Linked DNA regions of Rattus norvegicus: region 2 is linked to region 1. A link is a contact called in public Hi-C data. All regions are on one chromosome and are shown on one strand. Each heading gives the region's core, a stretch centred on a gene start, on an enhancer-like site or on the middle of the called end of the contact. The rest is flanking DNA. Distances are from core to core; before and after follow the strand shown.

Region 1 (7,000 bases), core at 3,488-5,987:
TTTGGAGGGAGGGGAAATATCTGGAACTGAACCCAGGGCCTTATGTACGCTAAGCACTGTGTGTGCCACCATTGAGATGCCTCTCTGTGCAAACTTGGTGTTCATTTCTCCAGACAACTTCCCAAAGGAGTGCCAGAGCCTGCAGGAAGATCACAAAGGGACCATAGTCTATGAGAGGAAGGATAGCTGGGGGCATTCCTCCAAGCCACAATTTTACAACTCAGAATAGCCTTCCTTGACTCCTTCCACAACCACTGAGCGAAGAATGAATGGGTTGAGGAAATAAGATTTCAAAAAGTTTGAGCGAGGAAGAAAACTAATCAATCCCAGGCCACAAAAGATAAGAAGTCCTCCATGACTTGAGACAAATCAAATGAGGTCCCTTGACAGAGAGAAATTGTAACATTAATTGTAAGTTTTCTGGGATTTCAGGCAAAACACTGAAACCTACAGAGAAACCTAAAGCCCTTCAGCATGATACCTAGTTCTGTCAGCTTCCAAATTAAGCATTGAGGTGGCGGGGGAGGAGGGGTAGCTTTTAAGATAAAAATATTCACACACATAGGAAATCCTCATTACATTACATTACATTCACTTGAGGTGGGGGTGATAGGGGAAAACTAGAGAAAAACTGCTTTTAGCTTCTTTGGCTTCAAAATTACATTACCTGAATAAAACAGGAAGCAAGATCAGAAAGGAGAGACATCCCCAACATAATGCAGTCTCCAAGCACAACTGTTAGCAGCAGAGACTGCAGGGCACTCGACAACCTTAGCAGGTACAACAAAGAGGGGGGCGCTTCCAGGAACCCTTATGTTGGAAGTAACACAGAAGACCAGAACCAGATTGGCTGGACAAAACCACAGCACAATTTGTCCATCCAAAATGCAGACAAAGATCTACTGAGGCACAAAGACACACTTAGCCTTCTGAAAGGACATCTACAAGGGCCAGGGGCAGCTGCTTACACACCATGAGCTCAGAGACGCCAGGGACTGAAGAAGAACTGATCACAGGTTTGGTGCTGTGGGGTTCCTGGTCTTAGTACCACTTTTACACTAAGCACTTAGGCCATGTATAAGCACACTCTCAAAGAAAGACCAAGGCACAGGTTATGACTTGAAGGAGCTTGCCAATTTATTTTCCAAACTGCAGAAAACTCATGCAGACTTTACAGATTAGGAAGCACTAGAGAAAACGAGCGTGACTGGGATGCAAAGTGTTGTGTTGTGTTTTGTTTTGATTTTTTTGAGACTAGGCTTCTCTGTGTAGCCTGGAGCTCACTCTGCAGACCAGGCTGGCCTCCAACTCACAGAGATCCACCTGCCTCTGCCTCCTGAGTGCTGGGGTTATTAAAGATGAGTACCATCACCTCCCAGAGCATGTATTTTATTTCTATACCCAAAATAAATACTCAATTCAAAGTAGAATGAAAATAATTGAAGCCCATTACAATAAAAAATTTACATCCTGGGTCAGGAGAGGGTTCAGTGAGTACAGGTGCTTGTCACGAAGCCTGACAACCTTAGTTTAACCTCAGGATCATATGGTGTAGGAGAGAACTCACCCTACAAGACGTGCTCTGACCTCCACGTATACAGCATGCCACATGCACACATGCATGCATACAGCATTCCACATGTGCACACACCACAGAGACACACATGGAGGCGCACCGACACACACAGTAAAGAAACACATGTAATATTTTAAAAATGTGATTACATCCTAAGAACTTCTTCTCTAGGGTATTTGGAGAACATGTTCACCAAGGCCAGAAAACATGTTAAGAGGGTATAGGTGAGGATGAGAGGAACAAAGACAAAGTAACTGTCTGCACTGTGCTGCAGAGGTTACAGGGGACAGTGCCATCAGGTGCAGAAGATGGCCAGTCCCAACCAGAGCAGATCAGATGTTTCTGGAAGACCGTCTCTCCAAAAATATGAACCCGACAGAAGAGCTGATCTGACAGTGTTGAAGAGAGACTTAGACAGGTGGCAGACAGTGGATGTGAAATTTAACTGGTCTTAAGTACAGAGACAACTGTGCAAACAGAAAAGGCAAGATCCGTCAGAAATGCTGAATGTTTAAAAAGTAACCTGAGCATATTCAATGTGCTGAACAGCATTTTCACAGAGATGCTTACCGCGGAGGCTGGGGACCCGTTTAACCAAATGATAGCCGATCTCAAAACAGGAGCAGGAAACTGAGGAGAGTGTGTGTGCAGGCAGAGGGGCAGAAGAGAGAACAAGGAGAACCCTCGGCTTCCAAATCATGACTACAGCCGATCACACAAAACAGAGCATGTTACGGCATCCCCAAACATGCTAGAAGGACATAACAGAATGACTGCCCTTCCCTCAACCCCGAGTGGAGACATCCAGGCAAGGAGCACATACTATAGCTCTCTTTAGCAAATGTCTTACAGGAACATTTGAGAACTTTAAATTATGTGACTGCAATAATTTAGCCTACTATTATTATTAGAAAACATCTATTAGGTGCTGTTTTCGAAGTCCTGAGGGGGTTCTTTCTTAGCTCTTTATGAATGAAAAAGAAATGGGGAAGCACAAAGAATTCAGGGAACTTGCCCAAGGTCCTACAACCAATTAGTATGAATTATGTTAATCAATAGCACAGGATTGAATTGTCTAATTAGTATCACAGTCAGAGAAATCTTTCCACTCCAACTTGTCCACCTCTCCTAACTGCATCAAGACAGCATTTAAAAAAAAAAAAAAAAAAGGATCCAATCCATCATTGGAGTCAAAAACTAAAATTCCCATAGTCAATAAATACCTGGAACACATGAGGAACTCCAACATGGCTTAATGCAAAATGGCCCCTAAGCTCCTGCGTCTGAATAAACACCTGGTCCCCAGCTGGCGGAGGGGTTTTAGGAGGCTATGGAACTCTAAGGAGGTGGAGCCTTCTAGGAGGAAGTAGGTCACTTCCGGGTCGATGTTACAGGCTTCACTTCCCGTCCTGGTTCTGCTTCAGTCTGGCTGGCTCCAGCTCTTGCTGCCTTGTCTGTCTTTCTGTGGCAACTACGCCCTCAAGAACTTCAAGCCAAGTTAAATCCTTCTCAGCTATGAGAAAACTAATCCAATCTGATGAAACTCCAATTAAGAAAGAGCAGAAGACTGTAAGGCACTTCCCTAAAGATGTCTAAATGGATGACAGCACAGGGACAATGCTTGCTCCAGATGAGCCGCTGGCCAAGGAAGAGCACAAAACCAGCGCCATGTCCCACACACTAGAAGGCTACTGTGCAACAAACAACAACATCTGGGGCAACGTGACTGGTGGGAGAGTAAGACCATGCAGTTGTTGTAGAAAACAGAGCGGAGTTCCCCAAAGAGAAACAAACAAGCAGCAGAGGATTACCATCTGATCCACCTCTGTGTACACAACAGGCCCCGAGGAGTAAAAGCACAGACCAAAAACTATTCAGAGTATTCCTAAAACAATGGTGGGAGCAACCTAAATGACTGTCAGTAAGGACCAAGTAAGCAAAATGCGACCTAATTTTGGTTTCTGTTGTGTGACACACACCATGACCACAAGTAGCTTAGCGGGGGGAAAGGATTTATTTCAGCTTACACTTCCAGGTCACAGTCCACCATGGAGGAAGTCAGGGCAGGATCAAGTAGGAAGTACAGCAGAAACCATGGGGAAATGCTGCTTGCTGCCTGGCCCACTGTCTGATGTTGGCTTAGTTAAGCTTTCTTATACAACACAGGACCATCTGCCTAGGCATGGGATGGATACTCCCCCACATTAATTATCAATCAACAAAATGTCACACACTCACGCCCACAGGCCAATATGATCTGATCTAGGCAGATCCTCAGTTAAGTGTCCCCTTTCCAGGCAACTCTAGGTTATGTCAAGGTGACAATAAAAACTAACCAGGGACCTGGGCATGGTGGCACACACACGTTTATCTTAGCACTCTATGCAGAAACAGGGAGATTTCTTTTTTTTTTTTTTTTGTTCTTTTTTTCAGAGCTGGGGACCGAACCCAGGGTCTTGCGCTTCCTAGGCAAGCACTCTACCACTGAGCTAAATCCCCAACCCCGGGAGATTTCTATATGTCTGAGGCTAGCCTGACCTACACAGTGAGTTGCAGGCTGGGTAAAGGTCCATGATAAGAAACTGTTTTAAAACAAAAATAAAACAAGAGCCAAAAGCTAACCAGGATAGTGATATACACTATATGTAAATATATACTGTATGTATTATGTATTACACACACACACACACACACACACACACACAATGAAGTGACTCGTATTCAGACATAATAAGGAATAGAATTCTGAAAAATATTCTAACGCACAATTATTAAGAAAGAATGTTCAATAAAGTAAATGAAGAGGGCATGATTTTCAGCACACAAGACACCTAGAGTAGTTAGATGTTAGAGTGCAGTGTCTCATAGACAAAAGTCAGGAAAGAGACCAGAGTCTGACATCAACAGAAGAGACCGATTACTAGCACACGCGGCAAGAGGACGTTTGTCTCCGAAGAGAATGGAGGAGTCTGCGAGGTGGGGGGTGGGGTGGGGGTGGGGAATCTAGCTGGAACATTTTGTGGAGGCGAATGAGGGGCCTGAGAACGAGAAATGAATGCAGCCACGGGGGGGGGGGGGGGGGGGGACACACACATGCAGGCCTGTGGTCTCCCCTGCCCGGAACTGCTTGCTAAAGCAAGGCAAGCTCAGCAAACATTCCTCTGTGGCTGACTGATAACAGTCGAACGAACAGGGCCAGCGGTAACCTCACAGGAATTTTGTTTTCACAACTGAGGCACCCTACCAAAATCGATACAGACAGACAGGAGAGCCTGGTTAACTAGGGGATGAAGGAGGAGAGGCTCAGGGGTTTGTATGGAGAAATGGAAGCTTTCGGACAGTGGTAACCTCGATGCGCTGACTGAATGACCATATAATTTAAATAATTATGTAACAGCCTCATGCATAATAATTGTGCCGTAACAGAGAAGAAAGGAAAACAGGACTGAACTAATGATACTCAAAAACTATGGAAAAACCTCAAAATAATTATCCTAAGTGACCTAACTCAGGTCAAAAACATTTTAAACGAGTATATACAATTTTCACTTGTGCAAACTTTAGGAAAGGACAACTAGTAACAGGAAGCAGTATTGCGGGACTTTGGCAGACCTACCTGTGGAATAGACAGATAAGGCACAGAGAATTTCACAGTGTAAAGCTTTGGCCTTTTGCTGGAGCAGTTTCCCATCTACTATCTGAACTTAACCGGACTATTCTAGCACTGTGACCCGCCACAAGACCAGCTCTTCACCTCCCTGGACTGCTCTGATGCAAGTCCACTCCCTTACAAGTCTCTCTTGATTCTCTTCGCTTGCTTCAGCTTTCTTCTCTGTTTCACTCTCTCTCCCTGGAAGTTCCGCCTTCATACTTCCTGCCTCAGCTATTGGCCTTTGGTTCTTCATTACAACCAATCAGCAGCGAGACAACACCTGATACATCTCTTAGATTGCCTCTCCATGGAGGGCTGTCTGATCTCTTAAGTGTCTAAGCAGGTGTGCAAAGACAAGTATTTACAAATATAAAACTGATAATGGACCCCAGAAACCATAATATCAAAATCTTGCAGCATTAAGCTCTTTGACAGTATAGAATTCACAAGTGAAAATACAGGGACACAGCTTCACACAATGTGAAGTAGTCACCTTAACACAAGATCTGTGGACGCCCACAGACAGCAACAAGGATTCACCCAGGGCACAAACACAGTCCTGGGGCCACAGTCCATCTTCCCTGACTATGACGATGGCTTCCACACCAGGGAGTTAGAGCATTACAGTATAGAGAGACTCCTGAATTGCATTTAACGAGACTAAAGCTACCAGGATAGAGACTTCTCCACCCTTGCTGCCTCAAGCCTTCCACTGACCTGGGCCTCCCCTGAAAGTCTTCTTCACCGACACTGTTGTCCTGTCATTCACATGGGGTGCTATCCTGACAGGACCAGCAACTCTACCTGCTCTACTGCTGCCCATATCTGGGCTGTTGGGTAAACTCTTCCCACTCTCCTTCCTGTTCTCAGTGCTGCCTCCTTTCTACTCACAATCCTGTGACTGACTCCTGTCTCACTCCAGGTTTAAGCCCGGTACTTTCTACAGTAACAGAACAAGGCCCAACCCTTCCTTCCACATTCTCAACAGAAGCAGCTATTTCTGTCTCGCTCACTGTTGCATGCCGAACGACTAGAAGACTGCTTGGCATACAGGAATGCATACCGACTACTGAGTGAACACAGGACAACTTCCTAGATGGTAAGAAGTGGGTAGGAGCACCCAACGTCTACAGAACCAAGCAAGTTCTGCAAAGATGTCAAACATGCGTCAAATCAGTTCCGAGACCTAAAACAGAGACACTAGGAGGTGAGAACAACAAATAGTAACACTTTGAAAACCGATCAACGCTTCGCAACCTCTACCTTCAATTACAAGCTGGTTTTTCATCAAGTTAACCACAAACTATGGAGTCTGAGCCTACTCACTGCATGATAAAGATTTAAGAATCAGCTGCACAAATTACACCCTCCAAGTGATATACCTTTCCCCACATAGGAGCCCTGACGTCAGAGGAAGTCACTGCAGAGCCTTAACTTTCTAGACTATCGCAAGTTGCACGGGGAGCATGGCTTAGCCTCCTTAGTCCTTCAGAAATTTCCATCCAGAAACTAAAGATGAGAATCCATTACACTGGGCACTAGTTAAAAATGTATGGGTCGCTTTTCCTGTAAAGTCAATGTGACAGGGAATTGCTCCTTCCATAAATTAAAAAAAAAAAAAAATTGGTAATAGGGAGATGGAAAGATGGTTCAGTGGGTAAGAATCCTGGTTTTACAACCATCAGGACCTGAGTTCAAACCCCCAGTGAGCACTTAACTGCAACCTCAGCATGAGGGCAATGAGCTCACTGAGAGACCTTGTGTCCAGGCAG
Region 2 (6,661 bases), core at 1,605-4,104, 36 kb after region 1:
TTTTTAAAAAATTAAGGGTTGTGGGGAACAAGAGCCTGGTTGCTCAGTGAAGACCAAAACAAGAGGCTTCAGGTGAGACTCAATCCCAAGAGGCTGAGAGCGGAGTCAAATTCTGGGACCGGCCAAGCTCTGAGGAAGACCCAGCCTGGGGGCTCTGGGGACAAAAGGAAGGCTATTAGTCCAGCAAATGTGGACTGCAACAGACTGCAGGTGGTCCTCAGTGATGTGAGAACTGGGTAAGTAGGGCCTGTTCACCAGCAAAGAAGGACCTTAGCTCATAGGCAACTTGGAGCCACTGAGTATCTTAAGCATAGAAGTTATACAATTTCATTTATAATTTTAACCCATGAATCCAACTGAATGGATTACAACAGTGTGTGAAAATCTAAGGCAGGTGAGCAGGTATGAGATAAGAGTGACCTGGTTCATTCTTATCCCTCTTAGAAGCAACGGAAGGAAGAAAAGCACCCGTATGCAACCCCTCCACCAGGATTACACAAGAGTAAAAAAACACCAGCAAAGCACCCGACACAATATAGATACTCTCCCTGGAGAACATTCTCTAATAAGGGGATTGGGACCTGACTATAAATTATAACCAAATGATTAGGCCTTTTTCGATACCCCTGCCCCCATTTCTCCAAAGAAGCTGATGCCTTGGAGAGCAGCCTGAGAGTGTACCAACCTCAGAACACAATAGAGAATTGATCATTAAAGGAGCTGGACTGTTAAATTAAAAGCGATTCTGGGTGCCAAGCTGCAGCACAAAGGAATCAGTCTTCTCAAACAATAAGGACCAGTCTGCAGAGCCTCTGTTACACAATCCCCTCCGCTTCACCTTAAGGCACTTGGCTGGGATCTTTTTTAATAGAAAGGACAAACTCTTGAGTAAATGTAATAATTGTTTCAATGATGCACCCCAACCACCCAAGAAGTTAAAAAAAGAAACTGGCAAATTGGGAGTCTTCTATTACATGACCGCTTAATTGCTGCCTCGCGTCTGCAGTCTACCCGGGTCAGCAGCGAAGGAAGCTGCTCTCTGGAGCTCCAGACACACGCAAGCGAGCACACTCGGGCAAAGGCTCGTGGTGGGGCCACGACGGAAAGAAAGAGTGCCTGTTGCCCACGGGGACAGGGGGGGGGACGCCTTGCTCTGGAGCAGGCTTCCCTTACAAAAGTCCCCAGCAGCCGGTGCCTGCAGCAGGAGCACCCACCTGCCCAGTCTCTGCCATGTCTGCAGCACTCAGTGTCTAATTTCCCAGCAAACACCAGGAGCAACAGCAATCACGGTGGTTTAAGCTGAGCATTTATTATTACTGAAACAGATCTGGAAAAACAAAACAAGACAAGACCTCCCCCCGTTGTTGTTGTTTTTAATAAAGAATAAGGGTCAGAAGGACCAATCAGCTGTTGGAAGCTGCCTGATCTTACAAAGGACCGGGGTTCGGATCCTGCCATCCTCACGCTGCCTCACACCCACCTGATGCGTTCTTCTGATCTCTGTGGGCCCTGCATTCAGGTGGTGCACAGGCACACATGTGGACGCTAACACCCCTACACACAAAACAAAACTAAATACAAGTTTAAACGCTAAATTTTTAAAAATGATAAACAAAGCCTAACCCTAACCCTAACCCTAACCCTAAACCCTACGCTAAGAAATGAAGAATAGGAAAGAAATACTTTTCTCCTTTTGATGGCTAAGCTCCAGGATGGAAAAGAAATTAGCCTTGAAGAAACAAACACTAAAACTCTTCTACCCTGCGTTGCTGTTGAACTCTTCCTAATTGGTCTCTAGTCTGGGGGTTTGGCAAAGGTTCCTCATGATCGATACTCTTCTAGTAACGTTAGTATTTGCCTGTTTTACTCTGTGCTGGAAGAGAATGCATGACCTTGCCTGTGGACACTCAGGAGAGAAGAGCCATCCGGATCAGGGATAGAAAGGAGAACCCAATGTCACTGAGTCACCAAGTTTGGATGGACACAGGAGTAAGCCCTGGTGACTCTAGTTCATATCAATTTACCATCTCTAAGTTGTTAAAAGGCCAGGTTCTAAATGATAATCAAGGGAAGGGTATGCTAATTAGCCTCACTTAACCATCTCACAATATATGCAGGTACCAGATATAACATCACGATGCGCTCCATTTACACAATCATTTGTTAATTAAAAAACTACCATTATAAAACTAAATAAAGTAAAAATGAAAAAAATAAGCTGACCCTCGTCAAGGTTCAGTGAATTATCAATGAAGCCCACTCAAATACCCCCGCCTCAATACCTGAGGAAGACTGGATCTTCCTCATACGCCTCCAGCAAAACAATACAGCAGAACAACTAGATACAACATCAGCTCCGAGAACCCAGCTTTTACTGTGCTAGACAATACAAAGATTTGCTAATATGTAAAAACAGTCACTCTTTCTGATACATTTTGGTATTGGAAAACTTATTTTTATATAAAAAAAAGTCACAGTCCCTGCTACTATTAAATGAATAAAGTTATTTTGTGATTCAGTAGCTGCCAGCAGACAAGCTTCTACAGAAACAAGAGGTTTGGGGATTCTAAATAAACTTTAGTACAAAAGGGCTGGGAAAAAAAGTTTGAGAACTCTAGACTAAAGAAAATGTACAATTAGCTGCTTTCACGTACACACACAAAGTACATGCATACACATGCATACAAACACATAACAAGCACATGTACACATGTGTACATACATACACATTGTCGCCCTGCAGAAAGATGATGAAATGAATTTCTTGGGGCTTATTGTATGATCTGTTAGAGCCCATGCCTTACTAATCTGCATGTCTGATTTACTCAGAACCTCTCTTCCTCCTCCTCAGCAGGCAACCACAAATTCCACTGTGATTTCACAACCCTCGCTTAAGCAAACTGCAAGGCTGTGGCAGGGAGAAGCTCATCCAGCCTGGCAAACAGGGAAGAGCTCAACTCCCAGGCTTTCCCTCCCTGGGTCCTTTTCAGATACTAAACCCACAAAACACTGCGTTAGTTTGCTCAAAGCAAATAGTTAATTTGTCCTTTCACTAGAAATCAAAAGGACAAAGTCACAGACACAGGCTTCTGCTTCAGCCCCACATTGACCCTCTACCTTCCCCCTTTCCCAAGCAAGTGGATGTCAAAGCCATGCAGAATCAACAGATCAATCAATCCATAACAAATATTTATACTGCCTACATGAAAAACAGGAAAAGAAAACTAACAGTGCGGGTAATAAAATAAAAACGCCTCAGTAAATAGTGCTTTAAGAAGTCTGAACAAAGGAGAGAAGAACCATGTGCCAAGGTGATGAGGAGAAGAAGAAAGCAGAAAACAGATCGACAGGTAATAGGGCGGCAGAGCTAAAAAGTCAGTAATCAAAGCCGCTGATCAAGCATCAGTGATTAGACCTTTGGCTAACCGTCGGTTTCAGCAGGGGAGAGCGGGAGATAAGGCGGGGATGACAGACCGTGCCCTGATATGGAAGGTCCAGAGAGTCTGGCTGAGGGGTCTGGATTCCGTCCTGAATGTAATAAGCAGCCACAAAAGGCTTTTGAGAAGGACAGGAACACAGTGAAGGCATAATTTTGTTGAGTGAGTGACTGAGAGAGAGAGAGAGAGAGAGAGAGAGAGAGAGAGAGAGAGAAAGAGAGAGAGAGAGAGTCTGTTTAATTTGTTGCCCTGTGTTTTAACTCTAATATATTTATAATATGGTTCAGTTCAAAGGAACCAAGACTGGAGGTCAGAGGGCCAGACCCTGAGAAGACCACTGAGAAGGCACAGGGAGGCAGGAGTTGGGCCTGAACCAGGGGGTGGAGACCAAACTGTAGCCTCTAGAGCTCCGGGAGCCAGAGGGGACAGTAATGAGCACAGTGCCTCAGTGACACAGAACAAAGGAGTCAACAGCACTGACCACATACTTAAACAGTACCTGCTAGCTATTTGCTATGCTGGGAAAGAAACAAAATGCTGGTTTGCAGCCAAGGCTCTGGGTGAGTATCAGCCCTCACCAGGCCCGGGGCCCCATACAAGAGACTCAGAAGGTAGAAAGAAAATAATCACCATGGTGAGGCTTGGGCTTTCTCTGCAAAGTAGTTGTCCAAACACTGGATTTTCAGCACAAGGCCAGAAAAGGCCACAAAGTCATTCCATTTAAACACCACTTGTCATGGTGGCACCTTCCTTTTTTCTGGCTGTCTCTGGCTTTACCACAGCTGTCTGTCTTCACAAACAGACTGTACTGATGATGGCTTCCCGATTCCTATCCTGCCCACATGTGGCAGATGTGGGGCTCCTTGACAAGCTAGTCCAAAACATTGCTTCAGAAGCCCGCCTCTAGAGCTTAGCTTCGAGTCCATGCCTCTGTTCCTTGGGAGGCTGCTATACAGAAACAACCTCTTGTCACAGCTTCCTGTACCCAAATCCATACATGCACCATCGACAGACACAGATGTGAGCAGAGGCTTGTGGGCAGAAGCAGGAGCAGCAAAGTGGGAGGCGCTTCAAAGTGGGGGCTGGAACTCACAAAGAAAGCCCTGCTCAGAGCAAATGTTCTTAACCCCAGCACTCGGGAGGCAGAGGCAGGCAGATATTGTGAGTTTGAGGCGAGCCTGGTCTACAGAGTGAAGTCTAGGTCAGCCAGGGCTACACAGAGAAACTCTGTCTCGGAAATCCAAATGATATGTATGTGTGTCCTCCCAGCATGAGTGACAAAGTCCGAGAGACCCCAGCTTGTAACATCTTCCCGTTAAGTTCCCTACAGTTCATCATGGAGTCAACAGGGGAAGCTCCTTAGCCACCCTAGGTGATTAAAACCACACCTTACATTTATTGGGGGCCAAGAAAATAAATACAAGCAGAGTTATTCCTAGGAGCTCTCGTTTCATCTTTCGGCAGACACAGGAGAGCGGAGGGCACTATGCCAGCTGTAGGAATAAGAGAATCAAAGCAAAGATATGGTAAACAGGCTCCCTCCAGTCACGGAGCACAAGCTAATGGCCCGACAAAGTATTTCTTGCTTTCAACTTATTTCCAGCCTGTTCAGTCTTCTGTCAGTTAATTCTGATCGTGCTCTGTAAATGATAAAATTGTTGGCATAGAAATAGTGGGAGCCTAGAAGGGCTTGTAAAACCACAAAGAATTAAATGGAGCCTAACTTACAGCCATGGAGAAAATTAAAATCCCATGTGTAACTTTTCTTCTCCATTTTAACCCAAGATGTGGTGCCGAAGCCAGGCTCTCTGTTGATGCTTGCTCACTTCCAACACACACAGTTCTGATACCAAGTGTCATCCAATGCAGGCAGCTACTCATTTATTTAAGGTAGAAAATTAACAGTGCTATGTTTACAAACCTTCACTGAGCCCTTACATAAGCGCTCGGACGTGTTTGTATTACACGCTGCTCGGGTGTGAAGAAGCTCGGAAGCAAGTTAATATAAACCTATCCTGAGCCAATGTGCAGAAGGAAGCCCTGAGAGACCCAGGGTAAGCTTTGACCTTCCCAACTTTCTCTGGGAATGTACAATCCATCACGTACAAAAACACAGTGGAGGCGTGAGGCGTTGGTAAGTACCCGTGTTAGTGAGAAAGTCTGCTAATTATTACACCAAATGGGCACAGTGAACAGGCCATGGCCACGGAGGGGCATGTTTCAGGGCATTAAAGAGCTGCATAGGGTGGAGAGGAATACATCACACTATGCCCATTACCAATACAGCTTCCCTGACACCCAGAAACCCAGTCAGCTGGAGCGACCTCAGTGTTCCCTGGCTCAGCTGACAGAACACAGAGCTGCAGTGCCACCCAGTGGCCTTCCTATTTGAAAGTACAGTGCTCAGGGCAACTCGGGGACTCTGGCAGGAATTTGGAAGTAGGATAGAGAGGCCAAAAGAAATCACATTTGGAGGGTCTGGGTGCAGCTCAGAGATGGAAAGCAGGCTACGGGTATATGAGAATCTGAATTAAATATCCCAGACATGAATAAACGAATGAACGAATGAATGAATGAACGATCACATTGTAAAGGTTCTTTAAACTAAATGTCTGTTTTTTAAAGGACATATATGCATTTTTTCTTGCCTGTTTTTTCTACCTCAGCCTTCCTAAGTATGTATATCTTAAAACAAACTCAAAAAAAATCAAAGGCTAAAGTAGTCAGCCATTTTCCAGATACATGTTTTATTCTGCCAAGAAATGTCTACCAGAAAAAACCCTTCAAAATTAACTGTTCCGAGGAAGGGAGGACATCAGCAGAGGAGAGCACAGCTACGACAAAGCAGGGCTGACGGCTCACACTGCACCACACAGAGAGGAAAAGCAGAGCATCTGAAATCATGGAAATGGCTTTCGAAATGAGGACATTTCAGTTATCCAGAGTTACAGCAACGCAGGATGACGATTTCAGAGAACTGTTTCTCTCAGTTTCCACAGTACTGATTCCTAATGTGGCACTGGGTAGGTACGCGTCAAATATCCAGTGTTGATGTAGGCTATTCATCCAAAGCACTGTATCAGTGTAGAGACCACGCCAGGATGACGCCCTCCTGCTGCTAAAGCTCCAGGAGAGATCTGTTCTGCGTTACCACACCAGACAGAACAGACCGGGGAGAAAGCAGTGGCAGGCGTGCAGATACGGATTGAGAGAGAAGTCGAGAC

Evidence for each region. A called contact is a pair of places that touch in the nucleus more often than the background predicts.
Region 2: a Hi-C map of liver shows a contact between it and region 1, with 2.6 times the contacts expected there. The contact joins two enhancer-like sites. A contact is called at or near these places in 3 of 12 Hi-C or Micro-C datasets (kidney and liver).

The regions. Positions count from the first base shown.
Region 1 is chr19:31,754,359-31,761,358 of GRCr8, forward strand. The region is part of intron 3 of Fto (FTO, alpha-ketoglutarate dependent dioxygenase); the gene reads right to left. Among named protein-coding and RNA genes, the nearest start is that of Fto, 110 kb to the right of the region's middle. Within about 2 kb of position 4,738, at least 7 of the 93 cell types and tissues checked have an H3K27ac peak or open chromatin away from gene starts, as enhancers often do. A contact at or near this core is called in liver, where this site is marked.
Region 2 is chr19:31,792,432-31,799,092 of GRCr8, forward strand. The region is part of intron 1 of Fto (FTO, alpha-ketoglutarate dependent dioxygenase); the gene reads right to left. Among named protein-coding and RNA genes, the nearest start is that of Fto, 69 kb to the right of the region's middle. Within about 2 kb of position 2,855, at least 11 of the 93 cell types and tissues checked have an H3K27ac peak or open chromatin away from gene starts, as enhancers often do. A contact at or near this core is called in liver, where this site is marked.